4 separate regions of the Mus musculus genome follow, and all the other regions are linked to region 3. A link is a contact called in public Hi-C and promoter capture Hi-C data. All regions are on one chromosome and are shown on one strand. The core of a region is the stretch at or near the end of the contact, and the rest is flanking DNA. Distances in the headings are between cores, read along the strand shown.

Region 1 (2,913 bases), core at 294-2,793, 470 kb after region 3:
ATCTTGGTAAGTTATTAAGTACCCATTCTGTAGCCCTGTGGTGGGTACTGAGAGAATGTTATCGTTTATTATGATAAGCTGCATGTATTTAGTCATTTTGCTTCTTTCTATTTCTTATAACTTTGTTACTTCATGCTGAAATGATAGCACAGGCTTCACTTCACGTGCTTTGAGCGTCACATGCCATCAAGGTTAGCCAGGGATTTCAGCACTGTGCGCATGTTCTGAGAGTCAGCAGAGATGTAGGCAAGCCTGAACAAAGCAAAGGAAGCAGCCGAGCTCCTCCGATGTTTCGGACTCAAGCTTGGGCAATCATTCACTGCTATTTGCTCATTCCATTAGTGTTTACTGGGCATCAGTTAGGTTTTACATTCTTAGTTGGAAGCCCAAAACTAGAGGATTTGTCTATGCATTTGAGATACTCATGCTTCGGTTAGGGAAGAAAACAAGATATTTCAAGTACTATTTTTGAGATTTTGAGACACTGATTAAAAGTTTCTGAGATAATAATTGAATAGGACATTATAGGGACATAATCTGAAGATGTCAGATAAGTAGTCTCAAATGATAAAAATGTACATTCCAGATGGAAATGGATAAATCATGTGGTATTTTCTAAATATATACTATATACCAGGCCTTTTATTGAAAATACATGTTTATTTTAATCGTCACTCAAGAATTGAAGAAGCAAAAAAAACATATACAGCCCTGGGAAAAGAGTCAGTGTGGAAAGATAGGAGGCAGGAGGCTGGCATATTTATCTCACACAACCATGAATTGAGCAATGTAGGGGTAAGGCAATAAGGGAGACAAGGACACATGCACTCACGCACACATGCATGCACGCACGCATGCATGCATGCACGCACGAATGCACATACACTCCCACACATGCACACTCACACACACCACCCAAAATCAAAACAAGACAATAACAAAACAATCAATAATGGGGCTTAGAAGAAGCATGCTAGATCAGAAAGAAGGTTGGGTCAGAACGTGCAAACACTGTGGACAACAAACCACGTTGGAAGATGACCATAATGTTTTGGGTACAGGAAAACAAAGTCCTTTATGCCGGGAGAGAAGAAAAGACTAGAAAGAAGTGGTTAAAGGAGCTGGCTGTCCTGGCAATGAGAGAGAAATGGATGAAGACGGTGCAGTTTTGGTTCTCCCAAGCCAGGAACTGCAGAACAAGGGAACAGAGCAGGGAGGACATGGAACCTGGGTCTCCACGTAACTCAAGAAGGGTTACCAAAAGTTTCAAGTGTCTAGCATTTCTATACACCCCAGTGATAAATAAAGGAAGGGAACCATCCATGGACTGGAGGGGCAAGGACTGTAGTAAGAAGTAAGTTTTATAGCCTGCATGGTAGATGAAGGGAGCCAGATCTGAAGAGATGATGAAGGTAGCTTTCTGGCTCTGAGCCTCAGTGGTAGAAAAGTCCAGGTGTGGAGCGAGTCCTTGGCAGACATTCCAGCTGCAGCTCAGGTAAACAGAGCCTGCAGGCATTCCCAGGAAGAGGCAGCTGTGTCCCGAAGGGCTTTTCTCCGACAGGCCTGGAAGCTGCTACGTGATCGGGCTTGAGGCGGGCAGCAGCTGGGGTTTGGGAGGACACAGGCACGTGGATAGCCTCCTGTGGGTACACTGCTGCAGATGAGACAGCCCTGAGAACCAGTTTGTCTTCCTGGCTTCCTCCTCCACCCTTCGCTACAGAGGCTCAGTGCCACAGCCCGAAACAGCTGCAGAAAGATTGATTCAGAGATGAGGGCTACAGCTTTGAGCCGTGCAGAGGCAGCAGAAAAGGCAATCTGTGTGCCTCTTTGAAGGACGCTGTTTGTTTAAGGATCCAAACGTCAAACAACTTCAGTAGCAGACAACAGTGATTTGGCTAGAACAATGTATGCCCCTGAATTAACATCAAGATGGGCTGAACAGAGCAAACTAGAGACTCCTTTTTTTCAAAGTTCAGTATCTTCCTCTATGGTCTCAATTACAGGAGATCCATTTGTGCACAAAACATTTAGGCAATAATATCTGGGTGTCTTTTGGAGTCTACTGTAACCAAAGAGAAAGAAAGGCCGGAACAAAATGCAAAGGGCAAAAAGAAACTGTTTGGAGACAGTCGGCTACAGTGTAAACTTTTCGTTCTCTCTCATAGCAAAACCTGATGGCTGTCTTTGAAAAAAAAAAAAAAAAGTGTCTGTATCTAGGTCCCTGGCAGTGATTTGCCTCTGGGAGGGCCAGCAATCTATTTAATGACTCCATTGACGTCAATGGCATAACTGAAATACTTACTAACATGCATGATTCCAGCTTTCAGGGGGAGGGGGTGGACAGTGTCTCTCAGCAGCGCGAAAACACGATGTGGAGTCTGTGAGGAACGGACTTGGCTCTTTCTGCAAATGCTAAGGGACTAGATGCTGCTGGTCCCCCAGGTCCTGATTAATATGAGGAAAAAAAACTTTTCCTGCTAAATGAAGAAATTAATTCTGAACAAGGGAACGTGGCCACTAATAAGCAAGACCTTATTTTTAGCTGTGTTTGCTCAAGGGAACAGTTTTTACCATTCTCACTTTAGCTGCCTTACTAATGATTTTGCAGTTAGCCATCCTTAAATTTAGACATATATGAAATCATTGCAAATCATTGCAGGCAGTTCAGCGTCCATGTTCTGGGGTAAATGTTTATAGGATGGCTATTTTAGACAAAACAGGCTCTTTCAAACCATTTGGGGCACTATCTTGAGAATTTCCCAGCTTTTCTGGTATAGTTCTATTTTATGACTTCTATTTGTATATAAAGGCTCTTTATATATGGGTGTAACTGAGCCGATTGTCCCAGAATTCCAGGTTACACACATCATACCGAACACTGAAGAAAATGTCTGCTATTTTTATTTTTCCCCT
Region 2 (2,820 bases), core at 317-2,816, 260 kb before region 3:
CTCGTATTTTCCTTTGGCTTAATTAATTTCTAAGTACTTTGTTGTAGAGGTTCACGGGCACCAAAACCTTAGTTTTCTTTTAAAGACATTTCTGAAGGAAATTTTTATTTGATACAAAACTCTGCCTTACTAATATGTATCTGAGTGATATTTTCACTTTTCCCATGTCAATGTGCCAGCATCCTTTGCCTCACAGCTCCTGGGTTCTCTTCTGAGCACTGGTTTGAGTTGCTGGTCCTGTATCTTATTTCTCACACTGCTTTCAAAGTCTTTCCATGATGTCTGGGTCTCAGCAGTTTGACTCTGTGCCCACTTATGGTCCTTCTCATATTGATTCTTCATGTACTTCTCTAAGCTTCCAGAATTTACTATTCATGTGTTTTGCCAAAATAAACAAACATACCAGCCTCATCGCATCAAATATTATTCTAATTCATTCTCCCTGGCCTTTCCTTCTGTTACTCAGACATGTGTATAGTTATTGTTCCACAGATTTCTGATTCACATACATGTGTGTATATGTATGTGTGTGTGTGCATGTGTGTGTATATACATATATAACTTCAGTATTCTATCTGTAAATTCCTAAACTTTTGCTTTTACATCTCTTTGTTTTAAATTCAGCCAGAGATATTTTTAAATTCTAAGTATTACTTATTTTTAGTCTTATAATTTTCACTTTTTAAAGAGTTGAGGGAAAGCATCAATGAAAGTGGAAGAGGGAAAGCAATGGAGAGTAATGGTAGAATGGTTCAAAATTCATGTTATACACATATAAAAATGTCAAAATGAAACCCATTATTTTATACACAAGAAAAAATTTAAAATCTCTGACTATCCGGATCCCCTTAGGGCTATCCTCACTTAACTTTTTTTTGACTGAAACTTCATTTTCCTGGTTCTCTATACATCAACTTGGATTTGCTGAATGTCATGACTGTTGTATTTAGGACATTCAGTTCCCTACCTTCAAAAAACATTGTCTTATCAGTTCCCCTTGATGCACTGAAAAGACAAAATACTCTTAAAAGAACAGCTTGTATTTTAGCTTAGTTATTTCCATCTTAGCTGGCTGACTATAGTCTTCCCCAAACGGTATGGATCTGAGTCAGCCAGAGACTTGGTCAGAAACCGTCCTGTTGGCTTTCTCTTCCTAGCCTTCCCCCATCACCTTCCAGCAGCTTTGGTTGCCCTGAACTCTGTCCTGCTTTTTCCTGGCCAGTGGCTTTACTATCAGGTGTATGCTCAAGGCCAGCTGCAGCCTGCCGTCCAGTGAAACCTCATATAAACGCCAACTTCACTCTCTTCAAATCACTGAGACCGAATTCAGTGGTTTATCTTTCTCACTATTTTCTTTCACTCTGCTAAATGAGAGGAGAGAGAGAGGGAAGTGTGTGTTTGTGTGTGTGTGTGTGTGTGTGTCTGTGTGTGTGTGTGTGTGTGTGTGTGTGTGTGTGTGTGTGTGTCTGTGTGTGTGTGTGTGTGTGTGTGTGTGTGTGTGCTATTTCTTATCTGAGGTAGGGCATTCCTGATAAGAGACTGCTTACTCATGGTGAATCAGAATTGCCAAAGGCATTTTCGGTTTGGTGTGTTTGCTCAGTTTCTTTTCTCTTTTACAAGTGCCTGTGTGCTGCCTGTCTCTGTTTCTCTCTCTCTCTCTCTCTCTCTCTCTCTCTCTCTCTCTCTCTGTGTGTGTGTGTGTGTGTGTCTGTTTCTCTGTGTGTGTGTCTTTCTCTCTCTCTCTCTGTCTCTCTCTGTGAGTGTGTGAGTGTGTGTTTTCTTGAGTGTACAGGTTCCATCATTATTTCTAGTTCATTATTCTATCCTTTCTAAAAATTCATAAGCAATGATGGATGTCGCTTTCTTCTTCTTTGTTTTCTTTCTTTGCATGGGTTAGGGGTTGAATGTATGGACTTGCACATGCTAGGCAGTGCTCTACCAGTGGTCTAGACCCCACCTCCCAAACACACACCCTCTTTTACTTTTTGTTTTGAGGCTAATAACATGAATAAAATGCTGCCCCAGGGTAGCTTCAAAATTGTGATCCTCCAACCTTAGTCTCTCAAGGAGCTGCAGTCATAGACCCAGTTGGGTGTCAGTCTCAGCAGTTCATAGACTACTGGGTTCATTGTCTCAGCTACGCTATTGGTTGTTAGTTTTACAGTCATAAACTTTAAAATTGTGTTAAAATAGTTATATCGTATAGATTTATGGTGGTTCTATTTGTAATAGTGGTTTCATCTAAACACAGACCCATTTATAGTATTGTTGCTATTGAGTATACTATTTATAGTATGTTGGACCTGGCGTGGTGGTACCTGCCTGTCATCCCAGCACAGGAGAGGCAAGAGGACTGCAACAGCAAAGCCAGCCTGGGTCACACAAGAAGACCCTTTCTCAAGCATGCAAGCAAGCAAATACTGAAACAGTAACCAAAACATTACATCATTTTCCTGCCATTTTAGCTCACCGGGAAATGAATTATAAAAAACATTATCTCTTAGAGACCTTGCATTCATATAACTTCATTTGAAGTTCCAGGACAGCCAGGGCTATACAGAGAAACCCTGTCTCGAAAAAAAAAAAAAAATGTATACTGTTAATTAGCATGTTATTTAGCACTCTACATGTCTTATAAAAAAAATCCTAACATTATGAGATTAGAGTGTAGGTTTTTACATCATCTTTTCAGGCTTTGATGTTAAGACTACACCTGATCATGTAAACAACTGAAAAGGGTTTTGTTGTTTGTTTGTTTAAGTTAATTGACACAGGCTCCTTTTGTGGTTGGTTGGTTAGTTGGTTTGTCTGTTTCCTACA
Region 3 (2,978 bases), core at 127-2,626:
ATTGCTAAAGACAAGCACGTGATCTGCTTATTAAATGCATTTAAGCTTTCAACTGCAGGCATAAATACAATAAACATATTGGCTACATGTCCCAACACTACAAGTGGATGAAGTCCAGTTCTGTGATCCAACCTGCCGAGCTAATCCTTTCCGACACCTAGTCTCATTGCCTAGAGAATGCTGCAGTCAATCTTATCTTAATTAATTGAGACAGTGTCTTGCTGTGCAGTGCTGACTGGCTTGGGGTTTGCTCGGTAGACGAGGCTGGCCTCCAACTCTCTGTGATCCTCCCCACCTTTGTTCCTCAAGTACTGGCATCAGGCATGTGCTGAGAATCTGATCTAAAAACTGGTGTAAGCATTCAACAAACACATTCACAGTAGGGGAAAAGAGAAAAGAGAAGTATATCTTATATAAAGGTATTTTAAAATCAAAATATGTATAGTTTCATGTAAAAATCCAGGCTGTGCTTGGAAGTACATGAGCTACTTTTGAGGACAGAATTGTATTCAGGTTTCTTGAAATAAGAGTTACTGTTGAGAACAAACATAAATTCCTGGGCTTTGTAACTGGTGGCCACCCATGTCCATAAGAGGGCCTTCAGGAAGGATGGGGAAGCGCGTCATTAAAGTCATGTGCTGCCCTCTAGTGGATAGATAGACATTGCAGTGCACAGAGAAAAGAAGGCTATAGGTTCTGTGGGTTTTTTTGTTTTTGTTTTTTTTTAATTTTTAAAAAAGCTTTTAAACAAAAATTTATGGCCTATGATGTGTCAGAGTCCAGAGTGATGGTCACACAAAAGATGCATTTAAAATTAAATATGCTCCTGGAATATGATATATAGAGAAAGATACAATATACAGAGACTTGCTTAACTGGGGACTAAGACTATCTATGGATTTTTTTTCCCCTTCTGATTATGTTTAAAACCTAAAGCATGCCAGCTCATTTCCTAGCAGTAAATGGTGCGTCTTTGTGGAAGTCATGCAGTTTCATGATATCTTATCCCAATTGGCCTATCTTTTTAGAAGGCTATAGTGGAAACAGAAGTTGAAAACCTTCACAAATTAAAGAAATGAGAAAACAGTAGAAGGTATCGTCTTGTGGGAAGCTTTTTTTTTTTCCCCAAGAGTAAGGGTGTTTTTCGAAGGACACAGAATATACCTACCTCCCATGAACAGTCAAGCCCTGGACTGACAGATGTAAAACCTAGCACAGGAGACTGGCAGAACAATCATAGGTGTGGGTAAAAGCGCAGGGCCAGCTCTTGACGTGGTGGGCTACTGTTCATCTGAGAGGAACGGAACTGATGGTCAAGGCCAGACGATAGACATCTCCTGCAGGGCCTGAAGGAGGCATGGTTTCAAAGCCACACTGCAATCAGGAGAGGTGATGCTGGATGTGTTTGAGGCCTGGCTATGTCACATGACTGTGACGTCATTAACGAGGGGTGTGGCCAGCCCTGCCATATTTCCAGTGCAGAGGAAACCCTTACTCTCCTCCTTGTTCTTCCTTCCTTCTTCTCCCTTCCTTTCGTTTTTGGAATAGATGCAAATGGACTTTTTCAATAAGAAAGCTAAAATAAAGCTTGCTTTGTACCAAACACTTGAATAAACACTTTTCCTAGGTTGTAAATTCATCTTACAAGTCACTCCGGACTTACTATATAATGGACTTGTAAGCAGAATTTATTTTAGAGCAAAAAAGACTTAATTACTTAAGAATTCACATAATGCAATAATAACTGCTCACTCACTGATCAAAATAGTCCATGAAGGACAGTTTTGTGCGCAGGTGCTGTTCTGTCTTTGAGATGTCATACTAGGAGATATGAAAGGAATTAAGCTGTCTGCCTCTACAGAACTTAATGTTTTATTTTTATTTTATTTATTTATATATTATTAATGTCCAGATGATGTGTGCACTAAACAGCTGGATCTATTTTTATTCTCACTGCCCTCAGCAATGTTTGCTATTCTGTCTGCCAGCATTTTGCTATCAGCACGGGTGTAGAAGACACCTTGCTCTAAGTTACGCATCTCTGGTTTTCCAGTGTGCTTGTGTAGCTCTTCTTACTCTGCTTGGCCTTTAGACTCCCCTTGTGGGCACTGCCATCTCCTCTGACTCTATTTAAAACTGGCTTCCCCTTTTATTGTTAACATGCAACGCTATACCTGTGGATAGATATTCTAGCAGTTCTCTAACTATATTATTATATACGTTGTGAAAATACTTCATTTTGTTGATGTTCTACTTACCAAAAAAGTTTTAGTTTTCTTTTGTGGTTTATGTTTTCGTGTTGGGATTCGTAGTGTGTAATTACGACCCCAACGCTTGGGAGGCTGAGGTGGAGGCGTATGGATTCAAGATTCAAGGAGAGGATGGGGCGGTGGCAGCAGTGCTGGTGGTCTGTAGTGCGTGGGGGCGGGGCTTCCTTACTCGCAGTCCAGACAGGCTCTCCTATGCTTTTTTCTACCTGCTTTACGCTTTCCAGCTTCCCATTCTCTGCCTTCCTTCTGGACTATGCCTGTGTAAATGGTACCAGGTACCAGACCTGCTTCCTCTCTAAAACCATCTGTCAGACACAAGAACTAAAAGCCCTCAAAAATCCAAGGCTATAGTGGCTCTTTTCTCAGAGCTAAGGGGGCAGTTGTGAGGATTACTGAAAATTCCAGGCCAGTCTGATCAACATATTGAGTTACAAGCTAGCTTGTCTTAAACAAACAAACAAACAACAAACAACAAACAAAAACAAAAACCCCCATCATTTCCCCATTTATGGAAATAACTTTAGGTAAAATAGAATTTCCTCTATTCAATATATATATTTTGTCTGAGAAGCACATCGAGGCTGTCACATTTTCCTGTGGTTTCACTTGGAAAGTGACATTTTATCTTCTCCAAGTCTCTCTCTCACTCTCTCTGTCTCTCTGTCTCTGTCTCTCTGTCTCTCTCTCTTTCTGGGACTACGCTGCATT
Region 4 (2,898 bases), core at 208-2,707, 340 kb after region 3:
AAGACTGTGGACTTATACATTCAGACATACACACTCACATTCATACATAAACATATACAACTCACAAAAGTAAAAGTGAAATTATTTTGAGGAGCAAGGGAAACTAACAGGAAGAAGAATGATTTAGGAAGTATGGGGTGAAGTATGCTCAATGTACGATCTGTAGGTGAATGTCTTTACATAACAAAATCATTTAAAACTATTTCCCTACCCCATCTCTTCTATCTCCTTCTGACTTTCTGAAGGCCCCTTCCCTCCAAAATGTCTTCTCCCAGTTTTCACTTGTGTGTGTGTGTGTGTGTGGGTGTATGTATGTGTGCTTATGCACACGCACGTCCCACTGGTTTCATTAGAGTCACTTGTGTAAGCACAAGGGGGGAAGGCTATTTATAGATACGTGGGCCACTTTTCATTGGATGTACCACTGATACAAAATGACACCCGTCCTCCTGGAGCCATTAACTGCCAAAGGTTCCCCAAGAAGTAGGACCCTATGAAATCCTCTTCCCTCCAGGATTAAATGTTGAACATTTTCCTAATAATACCAATGCTACAGTTTATGAAAGCAATATATAATAAGTGTTTGATTGCTGCCCCATGACTCCTCCTCCCTCTGGGTACCCAGGCCTGTTGTGCATGCACCAAGTTGGCCTAGAGGGAGGAAAGCTTATCTGGGTGCTGGTGGGATCTCGAGTGGTAATGAATGCACGGGCAATAAGCACAACCAGAGCAGCTTTGTAGAACTGGTTCATTCATTTGAGGGGAGGGGAATTTGTATCCCTGGGGAGGTGGACAGGGTCTCTGGGGCAAGGGTTGTGTGGCTGAGTACCACTGGCCAAGACAGGGGTGTTGAAGATGTTTCATCTACAAACTCAGGGAATGTAGGATGTGTTTGTGGGGAAACCTCATAAGGTCAAACAAAAAGTGCAGCCTCCTAACTATTAGGGTAATAAATTCCTGCTAGGGTTGATGGTAGGATTTATGGCACCAGATTAGGAGGGGGAGGTAGCCAATTTCTGCCATTCTCACGTTTGTGATATCTGGGTTGAAGCTCCCTTGACCACTCTTCTGTAACCTGGGGCCATTATGGTCCCACATTTGACTTAAGCAAGTGCATTTTTATCCACAAAAGCACACGTTCAGGACTCTACTAGTATAGCTGGAAATTGGGAATTTTTTTTCTGCTATTGGTCTTCTTATGTCCTTCTACCCTCTGCTCTTTTCTTTGGATAAAATCACTAGGTTGCCGTGACATGTTCATATTATCATATAATGCCTGTGTTGCTGGACTTCAAAGCAGAAATAATGATTTTGTATTAAGAACATCATTCAAACTTAATATATACTTCATAAATAAACTAATGACTTGGTTTTGCTAACACTAAAGTGCTATCAGAGATCACATCAATGACCATAATCTTGCAGTGACTCTAAACACTAAGAGGATGTAAACTATTTCCTGACTTGAACTGTAAAAACGAACTTCCTCATTTCAATAGAAATGACACACTCTCAGTGACACCAAAATGTTTTTCAGTGTTTTTTTTTCCCCTGCCTTTTAGAGTTGGAAAGAATTCCAGAAGGTGTCTGGTTGCTATTGCTCTTTTACCCTGAAACACACTTACACCCACGTGATAGAATAGCTCCCTTAAATTTAACCCAGCAAACACTGGCAATATTGATCTTTCTCCTATCCAAGTATCACTAGTAGTGAATTTACCATCCTCAGTTAAGTCCCAGGAAAAATAAAATTATCTAACACTCTATTGAACCTGCTGATGAGATAAGGCAACAGAAGTGAATCTGTTCTAAAAATTGACTGGAGGAGGGGGTAGCAGTCATAATGAGAAAGGAGTATTACTGTCTGGATGGCTTAATCTCCAACTGCTCTGATCATTATGAAGTTTAAATAAGTAAGTAAGTAAGTAAGCAAGTAAATAGATAGATGATAGATAGATAGATAGATAGATAGATAGATAGATAAGATAGATAAGTGAGCCAACAGACCCAGGTATATCAGAGAGGATAGAAAAGGATTATTCAATATTAGAGATGAGGCATTAATGCCAAAAGGAAAGATTATTTGACTTTTAAGGAAATTTTTGGGCAGGAAGAAAAAACTCGGTTGATAGGATGTTTAGTTACTGCAGGAAAGACCCATATTAGCCAGGCTGGCCACAAGTCACAAGATCCTGAGTCAGAAGCAGGGATTGTTGAATATGGCTTCTTTTTCTTTTAAGACAGAGTCTTGCTATATAGCACTGGCTATGTAGCCGGTGCTGAGACAGCAGGCATGTGCCACCAGCCCCACTGTAGAATACAGAACTTAACGTGGCAATAGAGGAGGAGGAGGAGATGGTCACAGGGATATCAAGGTGTCATCAAAGCACCCACTGATGTGTGAGAAGCTTCTGACTGAAATGTGACTTTGAGCAGCCATAGAGAATCCTTCCTGTGTTTTACTTGCTACCGTGAGAACTATCCACTCCTGGAGACCTCCATAACTGACAGTGTCTCCTCCTTGAAGCTTCAAGAAGACTCACAATGCAGAAGAGCACTAGACTGACAGGAGACTTAAAACAAGGATTTGGCCACTGCCTTTGGGGGACAAATGATGCTCTCTGTGAGAAGGTTTCCTGTGCAGTGTGAGCAGATAGTCAGCATCCCTGGTCTCCTCCCAATGCAAGCTAGTAAACAGTTCCTTTGAGGTAGCATGGAAAGTGTCTGTATATACCATCAAATACTCAGAAAGAGGGAGAAAAGGGAAGGGGAGGGGAGGGGAAGAGGAAGGAGAAGAGGGAGAGGGGGAGGGGGAGGGAGAGGGAGAGGGGGAGGGGGAGGGGGAGGGAGAGGGGGAGGGGGAGGGGGAGGGGGAGCGAGAGGGAGAGGGAGAGGGGG

The links. Promoter capture Hi-C pulls out the DNA fragments that hold promoters and counts their contacts. Hi-C and Micro-C count contacts between places; a contact is called where the count stands out from the background.
Region 1: a contact with region 3 is called in a Hi-C map of Th1 cells, with 4 times the contacts expected there. The contact joins the enhancer-like site here to the promoter of Tctex1d1 in region 3. A contact is called at or near these places in 5 of 484 Hi-C or Micro-C datasets (CD8 T cells, Th1 cells, embryonic stem cells and 2 more), 5 of 115 datasets of contacts at active chromatin or transcription factors (bone marrow-derived macrophages, effector CD8 T cells, embryonic basal ganglia and 2 more) and 2 of 9 other capture datasets (embryonic stem cells and macrophages).
Region 2: a promoter capture Hi-C map of trophoblast stem cells shows a contact between it and region 3, with 3 times the contacts expected there. The contact joins the enhancer-like site here to the promoter of Tctex1d1 in region 3. A contact is called at or near these places in 16 of 39 promoter capture datasets (the 3T3-L1 cell line, 3T3-L1-derived adipocytes, the C10 cell line and 10 more), 2 of 15 datasets of contacts at CTCF or cohesin (large pre-B cells and pro-B cells), 4 of 484 Hi-C or Micro-C datasets (cerebral cortex, embryonic stem cells and liver), 3 of 115 datasets of contacts at active chromatin or transcription factors (CD8 T cells and embryonic stem cells) and 4 of 9 other capture datasets (adipose tissue, liver, macrophages and 1 more).
Region 4: a contact with region 3 is called in a promoter capture Hi-C map of pre-B cells, with 2.0 times the contacts expected there. The contact joins the enhancer-like site here to the promoter of Tctex1d1 in region 3. A contact is called at or near these places in 1 of 39 promoter capture datasets (pre-B cells), 1 of 15 datasets of contacts at CTCF or cohesin (pro-B cells) and 4 of 484 Hi-C or Micro-C datasets (the N1E-115 cell line, Th1 cells and nephron progenitors).

What each region holds. Positions count from the first base shown.
Region 1 is chr4:102,510,456-102,513,368 of GRCm38.p6, reverse strand. The region is part of intron 5 of Pde4b (phosphodiesterase 4B, cAMP specific); the gene reads right to left. It overlaps Gm52668 (a long non-coding RNA gene), which reads left to right. Exons shown (of 3, transcript XR_003955083.1): 2 at 1-6. Among named protein-coding and RNA genes, the nearest start is that of Gm52668, 3.6 kb to the left of the region's middle. Within about 2 kb of position 1,543, at least 242 of the 459 cell types and tissues checked have an H3K27ac peak or open chromatin away from gene starts, as enhancers often do. A contact at or near this core is called in CD8 T cells, Th1 cells, embryonic basal ganglia and 4 more, where this site is marked.
Region 2 is chr4:103,248,342-103,251,161 of GRCm38.p6, reverse strand. The region is part of intron 5 of 4921539E11Rik (RIKEN cDNA 4921539E11 gene); the gene reads left to right. Among named protein-coding and RNA genes, the nearest start is that of Slc35d1, 35 kb to the right of the region's middle. Within about 2 kb of position 1,566, at least 30 of the 459 cell types and tissues checked have an H3K27ac peak or open chromatin away from gene starts, as enhancers often do. A contact at or near this core is called in liver, pancreatic islet and trophoblast stem cells, where this site is marked.
Region 3 is chr4:102,984,777-102,987,754 of GRCm38.p6, reverse strand. It overlaps Tctex1d1 (Tctex1 domain containing 1), which reads right to left and starts at 1,376. Exons shown (of 5, transcript NM_001163767.1): 1 at 1,169-1,376. The region is part of intron 1 of Gm12709 (predicted gene 12709); the gene reads left to right.
Region 4 is chr4:102,645,835-102,648,732 of GRCm38.p6, reverse strand. No RefSeq gene overlaps it. Among named protein-coding and RNA genes, the nearest start is that of Gm52667, 78 kb to the right of the region's middle. Within about 2 kb of position 1,457, at least 34 of the 459 cell types and tissues checked have an H3K27ac peak or open chromatin away from gene starts, as enhancers often do. A contact at or near this core is called in pre-B cells and pro-B cells, where this site is marked.